Linked DNA regions of Zea mays: regions 1 and 3 are each linked to region 2. A link is a contact called in public Hi-C data. All regions are on one chromosome and are shown on one strand. Each heading gives the region's core, a stretch centred on a gene start, on an enhancer-like site or on the middle of the called end of the contact. The rest is flanking DNA. Distances are from core to core; before and after follow the strand shown.

Region 1 (2,700 bases), core at 141-2,640, 350 kb before region 2:
TAATAAACTAAAGCCACCCAAATATATACCAAGTGAAATCTGCATGCTCTTGTTATGAACAGAACTCACCAAATTTTGTGCCTACCAACACAACAGGCACCCCACGTGCATAATGCTGAAGCTCCGGTATCCACTGAAGAGTAATAAAGAACAAAGGATAAACATTCAAGCCTCTAGGAAATTCCAAAAGCATGAAAACAAACTTTAAGAAAGTAAAAAATAAAAAACAAGGTAGCACATTTCACCACCTTCTTCATGATATTCTCATAGCTAGCTCGACTCACAAGTGAGAATGCAAGCACGAAAACATCTGCACCACGGTAGCTTAGAGGCCTCAGTCGGTTGTAATCTTCCTGCCCTGCAAAGGATATGGTCATGTGAACTTTAAATTACCCCAAGAATCCTCTAAAAGCAGACTTTTCGACTCGATTTTCTGTTGAGCTGAACAAAACATAGGCCGCAAAGGTACACTAATAGGACAAATAAAAACACTAATGGCTAGTTTGGAAACACTATTTTCCTGAGGGATTTTTATTTTAACAAGATAAAATAGTTTATTTTCCTTTGGTAAAATAGAAATCTTTTGGAAAAATAGATTTCGCAAACTAGACTCAAAAGTTACCTGCGGTATCCCACAGGCCCAAATTCACCGTGGTGCCATCCACAACGACATTTGCACTGAAATTGTCGAACACCGTGGGTATGTAATCCTGCGGAACGCAAATTCGATGAATCAGCAACGAGTAATCGAAAATTGCTGTTAGAGGCCAACAAAATGATCCGTTGCATGAGTCAATAAAACAACACAAACGGCGTGTTTGGTTTGTGGAGTCAACTTATGATTTATGATTTATAAGTTGATGCATCATGAGTTCATCCCATATATTTTAGCGTAATCAACTCATTTCTCGTACTAATTATTAGCTTATAAGAAATGAGTCAGTGATAATTAACTCATTTTATTACACAAACCAAATAAAAAAAAAAGTAAGAAGTGATAACAAGATGGACCATCTTGTTCCTCAACCCAAACACACCCAAAGTAAACTAAACTGAGGAAGTGCGGGCTTTTGCACAGCACACCGTCCTCAAGAAAACAGAAACAGGGAAAAAACCATTGCTTGTAATGAAATCCCCTAAGTTGACGGGAAATCGCACAGCAACCTTTTTGCCAATAGGAACTGGGATAAGGTAGAGAAATGAAGAGCTCACAGTGGGGAACTTGTTGCTGGTGTAGCAGATGAGCATACATGTCTTGCCCACGGCACCGTCGCCGACCGTGACGCACTTGATGAACCGAGAGGCGCTGGACGCCATCTCCGATTCTCCGAGCCCAGAGAAGGGAGAAACGGGATAAGAGCGGGCGGTCCTGGAGGAGAGGGACGGAGTGCGTTCTCGCCTTCTTTGGTGGTGTTTGCCCTTGCCCGTTTGGTGCGTGACTTCTTGTACAAGCGAGTGATGAACAGGGTGAAGCGAGTGAAGAGGGTCACATGCCTCCTCAGTCTCTCTCACTCACCTCACTACTGCCTAGAGAAGCGCCCTCCCTCCCTCCCTCAGTCCCTCTTCATTTTTATCGCCCTGTCCCGTTGGTGTCTTGTTTAGGCGTGGTCTCTTCGTGCTATTGGTACAGTCAAGCAGCCACTCCTGTATCTAGGATGAGTCCATGGGAAGAAAATTGGAGTACCAAATCTGACCGCTCCATACCCAATCTCCACTACCGCAACAGCCACCACGACACGGCAGGATCGTCCTTATTTCGACTAACCCTATACTCATTACATTCAAGTCCACAGTAGGCTCCCATGTCCTATGTACACGCCATGGTCATTATCCTTCTGGTGATCAAATCATTTGCAAACGAGACCTTCATTTTTTACGAAAGTTGCGATCGTGGTACAGAAAAAAAAAGGCGTCAATAAACCATGACGTTTCGTTCTGTCGTTGCCTTCATTTGCCGACTCACCTAATCAGAGACACAAAAGGAGCGACAACAATGTGGCACATTCCTTTCGCAAAACTAGCAGCAACCTTGAAAAGTCCGTGTCGTATGGCAAAAACCAGATCTATTCGCACGATATATTAATAACAAGTCAAGCCATGACAAAAGCATGCGCTCGCCATTTTTACTACCTAGGGGAGGGGTCAAGTAATGGCACAAGAGGACGATCAAGTTGCTGGCTTTGGCGCGAGGTGACTGCGTGTCCCTTACGAGGAGCACAGGTTTGGCTTTGGCAGTAGTAGCGTTAAGAATAATCAGCGCAACCACGTCGCTGAGAATAATTGTAAAAAAAAAAACAAATGCCAGACTGGTCCGGTACCCTGTCTGGTTGTCTGTACTCTGTACCTGTAGTGCTCTGTGTAGTAGCCCTTACGAGTACGTGTACATTGAACTCGCAGCACATTTCCTGAGCAATTTTTTTTAAAATCTCCTCGCGCATGTTGCCGATGCACGGAGACAAGGCAGCAAACAGTGCCTCAAATGATGGCAACGTGGGCGCTCGATTTCCTCAATGCGTACGTGGTGTGCCCTGTCAGTCACGGTGCACGCGTCAAGGTTGTAGGCGCTGCAGGTGTTTGCTTTACAAAGGAGCAGTGAACATGTATTGCTTCTGGGTAGGAGTCCTGAATGCCGAAAGCTGGCTGTCCAGTCCTGGTAATGGAAGATTTGCCGGCTAGTTAGCATCATTGGAACAGCTCACA
Region 2 (2,700 bases), core at 42-2,541:
TCTGCGGTCTGCGGCGGAGTTGCCGCTAACTGCAGCAAAAGCATGCACGCCGAAGCACGGAGTGGTTAAGATAACTCCGTATTGTAATCCATTCTTAAGCAAATCTACGACTTGGCTCATCATTTGAATCCGGCCATTGGCCCTGCAATTAAGAATAATGGCGGCAACGCCCTTCGACGGACCAATGGTAGATCTCGGAGGTACGGTTGGCTCGCTCGTGTCGTGTACTCATCCTACGAAGCAGAATATATGCTAAATGCCAACCTATACAACAAAGTCCGATCCGGCGACGACGTCCCTGCAATAGCATTTTCTCGCTCGGGGGAGTCGGGGTCGAGCCGTCGTGACCTCCCTATTTTAGAATTTGTTCGTCACCACTGCTACATCGCCGTCGTGACCTCGACGTCGCGCTTTATCCCGCGGTATATTAGGCTACCTCCAGCAAGGGTATGTATATGGTTTTGTACCTTAAATTTAGAGGACAACGAGCTCCTTTATCCCCCAGCAGGACACGGCAAAACGTCCGGTAAAAGTAGCGTACGTCGCTGGACACTCTAAACCTAGAGGTTGTACAGGCGTCCGCTATGGCCTGGCTCCTGCTCTCTTCTACGTTGGGACAAACGAATGGAGAGCGCTGGTTGGAGCCGTACATGGTCTCGTTAATGAAAAGTTGTGTATAAAATAAGAATGAGTAATACTATTTCTATAGAGGATGGAATTTAGAGGACGCTGCTGGAGAACGAGATAATATAGAGGACATAATATTTTAGAGTACACTGTAAATGACATAGAATATTTCTTTAGAGGATGAAATTTAGAGAACGCTGCCGGAGACAGCCTTATACTGACTTGCCGATCCCAATTGTTTTTAGCCTGCACACCCGAATCGTTTCATATATGTTTGCGAATTGCGATCGCGAGGGCGATGACGCGAATTCATTTTTGAACTAATACAAGACAAATAAAAAAAAGAACGGAGGGAGTAATTATTAAGAGCAGATATAAGCATGCGAGTTCATACATCCCGGCCAATGGCGATCCGACAACGTGTTCGAAGAAGCTGGATCCAAAAAAAATTTGTTTTGAACAGCGATGATCCCCGGCCGATTGGAGAGCTAGCTAAGTAACACAGTGCGCCTCTGTGGATCCGACAAGTAGGCCTAATAAAAAAGGCGCTGCGTACCTGCCACCTCTAGCATCTGCAGCTCACTCCTGGAGGACCTGGCTCTGGCCTCTCCCTAGCTATAAATACCTCCTGCCGGCCGAGTGCTCACTACCTCGAAGAGCAAGCAAGAGAGGCAGACACAGATAGCTGCCAGTAGAGCTTCTTCTTCTTCTTCTTCTTCCGCTTCCTCTTGCCGAGCGCAGTGCTACGTAGGAAGGAGTTCACGCCCTCGCGCACGCGTCGTAGCTCGTCGGTCGATCGCCGGAAATGTCGACCAACTCGAGGGCCAACTCCAGGGCCAACTTCAACAACGAGATCCACGACATCGGCACGGCGGTGCACAACTCCAGCAGCCTGCCCCCCGCGTACTACGACCGGTCGCTAGCGGACATGTTCCCTCCCCACCTCCTCAAGAAGGTACGTACGCATGCCATGTCTATATGGCGGCGACCATCATCGTCACGGAGAATGAAGATTCTCTTCCGGTCCATCCCGTCTTCGTTTCCGTTGGTTGTTGTTAACCGTAGACTGATCCCACAGGTGGTCTCGGAGGTGGTGTCCACGTTCCTGCTGGTGTTCGTGACGTGCGGGGCGGCGGGGATCTACGGCAGCGACAAGGACCGCATCTCGCAGCTGGGGCAGTCGGTCGCCGGCGGCCTCATCGTCACCGTGATGATCTACGCCGTCGGCCACATCTCCGGCGCGCACATGAACCCCGCCGTCACGCTCGCCTTCGCCGTGTTCCGCCATTTCCCCTGGATCCAGGTACACGCGTCCGCAGACCTGGTCTCCTAGCTTTGCGTCGAAATCGAAACTGAGCCATGGCTGGGGGTTTGGGCATAGGACGGATATGCATTCGTTGACACGCGAAAGTGGTTACAACAAGTGGGTCGTCAGGGTATTTTATTTAACAGAAACGTTCGGCTGCACATATACTTGTCATCATGGCGTGATCATGGGCAAAATTATCCACCTTTTCTAAGGCATAATAATGGATGCCAAGTTATCATATGTCTATTATCGTCAACTAAAAGAAAGTCAAACAAGAGAGAGAATGCTTAGTACTACATACTCATGACCCAAATAATGCTCACGCGGGATTAGAATAAGATAATATTGTAGCGGGCTAGCGGCGGGGCGGATTGGTTTGCCTAGAATGCTAATGTAACGTTTGTATTTCTGGGTACAGGTCCCGTTCTACTGGGCGGCGCAGTTCACCGGCGCCATCTGCGCGTCGTTCGTGCTCAAGGCCGTGCTGCACCCCATCGCCGTGCTGGGCACCACCACGCCGGCGGGGCCGCACTGGCACTCGCTCATCATCGAGGTCATCGTCACCTTCAACATGATGTTCGTCACCCTCGCCGTCGCCACGGACACGAGAGCGGTAAGCAAGAAGACCGGCACCGGTGGTTGCTGCTTGTCGCCATTTTCGGCTGCGCGATTCTGACGCTGTTTGTTTCGCTGTCGTGGATGCAGGTGGGTGAGTTGGCCGGGTTGGCGGTTGGTTCTGCGGTTTGCATCACGTCCATCTTCGC
Region 3 (2,700 bases), core at 196-2,695, 350 kb after region 2:
GGACTGATGTCGCTTTGTGGATTGTGTTGGTTTTTGTCCAGAAACCGCATAAACCAGACCCATGCATGTACAGGCGTAAATTCCTAATCGATCTCCATCTCCAAAGTAAACGCGACGTTTCACGTTTCTAGAGCGTACGTGTAAGTACAAATTAAAATTTGGACCGAGAGTGCCAGGGAACATACATGCATGAAAAGGCAGGGCACTAAATACAGTACAGACACGCAGCGGTTGCATTTCTTAACGCCATGCATGGCACGGTGAGTGAAAAACAAAGCACTAACCGCAGGACGTACATGTTATTGAAGTCGTTAATAAAAGCTTTAGCAGTACATCATCATCATCATAACGACAGTCAATTTGCTCTAGGCTAGGCTAGTAGTGGTCGGTCGGTTGTCTCTTTTCCTGCCTGCTAGAGATGAGAGAGAGAGAGAGAGCGCACTAGCCAGCTCGATCCAATTAAGCCACCGAAGATCGCCGAGGAATCGAGAGACTGCTGCTGCTGCGAGCTATACTAAAGTGAGGAGGATAAGCTTGCTTAGGCTCTAGTGCTATACCCTACTACCCAGTGAAGCTTAGCGCAGAGACCATCATGCATACGTGTGCGTGTCAGCGTGTGGCTAGTACATTTTTATACGGAGCTAGCCACATGATCTCAGATCTAGGGAGACTGGTAAAGGAAAAGGTAGATACACGTACATGTAGATATATATATTATATGTATATATACCCTAGCTACCTAATTGAGCTCAGCTCCCGCACGTGACCAGCCGGCCGGAGAGCGCGCGCTGTCGGCGATCGATCGGAGGCCGGCGTTCGTTGACCTCGCCCTTGCGCGCGCTCAGGAGCGGAGGATGCTTCGGATGATCTCCGCCGCGGGGCTGTTGTGGTCCATGGTGGACAAGAGGTCCGACAGCCGGTCGCTGAGGTCGTCCACCTCCCGCTGGAGGCTCTTGATGTAGCTGCAGGTCTCCTTCAGCAGCTTCGCCGTCGACGCCTGCATTATGCATGTCATGTCCCCGCCCCGCCGCGCGCATTTTAGACGTTTAAAACTGGAAAAAAAGGCGAGCATGCATGCATATGCACTGCACAGCGCCCCGGAGATGTTGAGCGGGTCAGCCATCTGTTCGCGACCGACGACGCACCTGGCCGGAGCCGCGGCGGCGGCGGGAGCTGGGGAGCAGGGCCTGGAGCTTGGAGACGAGCTCGTTCATCTCGTCCTCGGAGATGTTGCCGTGCGACGACGACCTTCGGCTCGACATCTATCCTCTCGCTCTCTACGTACCTCGTCGTCGTCGTCGCACTGCTTCGCTGCCGCCGCCTGCCGGAACGAACGAACTAGCTCCGCGCAGGGTCGATCGGGCGCTATAAGCTTGAGAACGAACGAAGGTACCGCGTGTATGTGATGCGTCCCGCGCTGGACCTGGACTGGTGGTCGCTCTGCAAAATTAAAGCTGTAGAATAACTGAGTTGTGAGGGAGACAGAAAGGGAGAGGGTGCCTTTATAGCGAGCTGGCTCGTGGTTGGATCCAGATTGGGTCGGAGCGCAAGTGCGTGTAGCGGAGGGACAGGAAGCAAGGGTGGTCTGGTGTTGTAGAGCAGACGAGCAGTTGATTCGATCTCCACGCCTCCACTGCACTACAAGTCTGCAACGAGAGAGAGAGGGAGAGCCAAAGAGGACGAGTTGGGCCCGCGTGTCTCTCTCTGTCTAATCACTGCGGCAGCTCGCCTCTCTCATGCATAGCCCACCGGTAGGCAGTCCGTGTCCCCCCGATCTGCCACGTGCTGATTTGGCTGGTAAACGGAAGGAGAATAAGTAGAGCGGATTTGGCTGGTCTACGCTACGCGGCCAGCCCAGCTCTCCTCACCTTGCTCCGCAAGGCCAGGCTTGCCAGCTACGGTCGGAGAGAGTGGTTACCCAACTCCAACTTGGTCTACAGTTCGGAAACCAATCTAGTAAGTATGGGCTGAATGTTTCCAAATAGTAGATTTTCGTGGTGAGGTCCAACTTGCATTACGAGAAAATCCCCGGTAGGAGGAGGAACCTCGTTGTATCTCCAAGTTCCAGACGATCATAAAATTCTATCCCTAGACTTGTAATGGAATATATACGTGCTAATCCACGTTAGCAAAAGGGAATCTACTGCCAGCATGCTGCTACTAGTAAGTTACATGCATGCATGCACGTAGTGTCACACACAACAGTAAGACACGGAGCACGTGTTTTGTCCTGCACACACATACGTGCACAGCAGACACTCTAATCGCATCGGGATTCTTAATAAAAAAACATGCTAGTCAAGTTTACACTTGTCTGCTAAATTAAAGAGAACGGAGTCGACTCGAAACACCGCTGCAGCAGACCCAAAAGATGCCCCTATTAGCATACGCACGTACGTACGCAATTCTGTCCCCATCCGCCTGTCTGATGTCTGCAGACTGCAGTATCGTCAGTGTTAGACTAAGGCCATCAGACCTTTTTTTTATCACTATAACCAGTCCAGTAATCGTCTTAGCTTTACTGTTTTAGTATCTAATTCAGTGAAAAAACTGCAACAAAGCTAGATGCCACAATACGATGATCAATTAAGCTAGCTAGGAGCATGATCGGCGTAGCGCACGAACGCTCGAGTTTGTCCATGTCCACGCGCGTCGCGCCACCATTCATGATCTAGCTAACAATATTCTACGCGCGTACCT

What was found. Hi-C and Micro-C count contacts between places; a contact is called where the count stands out from the background.
Region 1: a contact with region 2 is called in a Hi-C map of endosperm, with 1.7 times the contacts expected there. The contact joins the promoter of LOC541930 here to the promoter of LOC100192638 in region 2. A contact is called at or near these places in 2 of 25 Hi-C or Micro-C datasets (ear and endosperm).
Region 3: a contact with region 2 is called in a Hi-C map of leaf, with 7 times the contacts expected there. The contact joins the promoter of LOC100286033 here to the promoter of LOC100192638 in region 2. A contact is called at or near these places in 4 of 25 Hi-C or Micro-C datasets (bundle sheath, ear, leaf and 1 more).

What each region holds. Positions count from the first base shown.
Region 1 is chr4:187,511,022-187,513,721 of Zm-B73-REFERENCE-NAM-5.0, reverse strand. LOC541930 (GTPase protein) reads right to left here and starts at 1,390. Exons shown (of 8, transcript NM_001111593.1): 1 at 1,213-1,390; 2 at 623-710; 3 at 249-358; 4 at 70-133. The coding sequence starts at 1,317.
Region 2 is chr4:187,162,883-187,165,582 of Zm-B73-REFERENCE-NAM-5.0, reverse strand. LOC100192638 reads left to right here and starts at 1,291. Exons shown (of 5, transcript NM_001137852.1): 1 at 1,291-1,582; 2 at 1,706-1,930; 3 at 2,355-2,549; 4 at 2,642-2,700. The coding sequence starts at 1,433.
Region 3 is chr4:186,815,732-186,818,431 of Zm-B73-REFERENCE-NAM-5.0, reverse strand. LOC100286033 reads right to left here and starts at 1,445. Exons shown (of 2, transcript NM_001158921.1): 1 at 1,146-1,445; 2 at 212-997. The coding sequence starts at 1,262. The coding sequence ends at 842.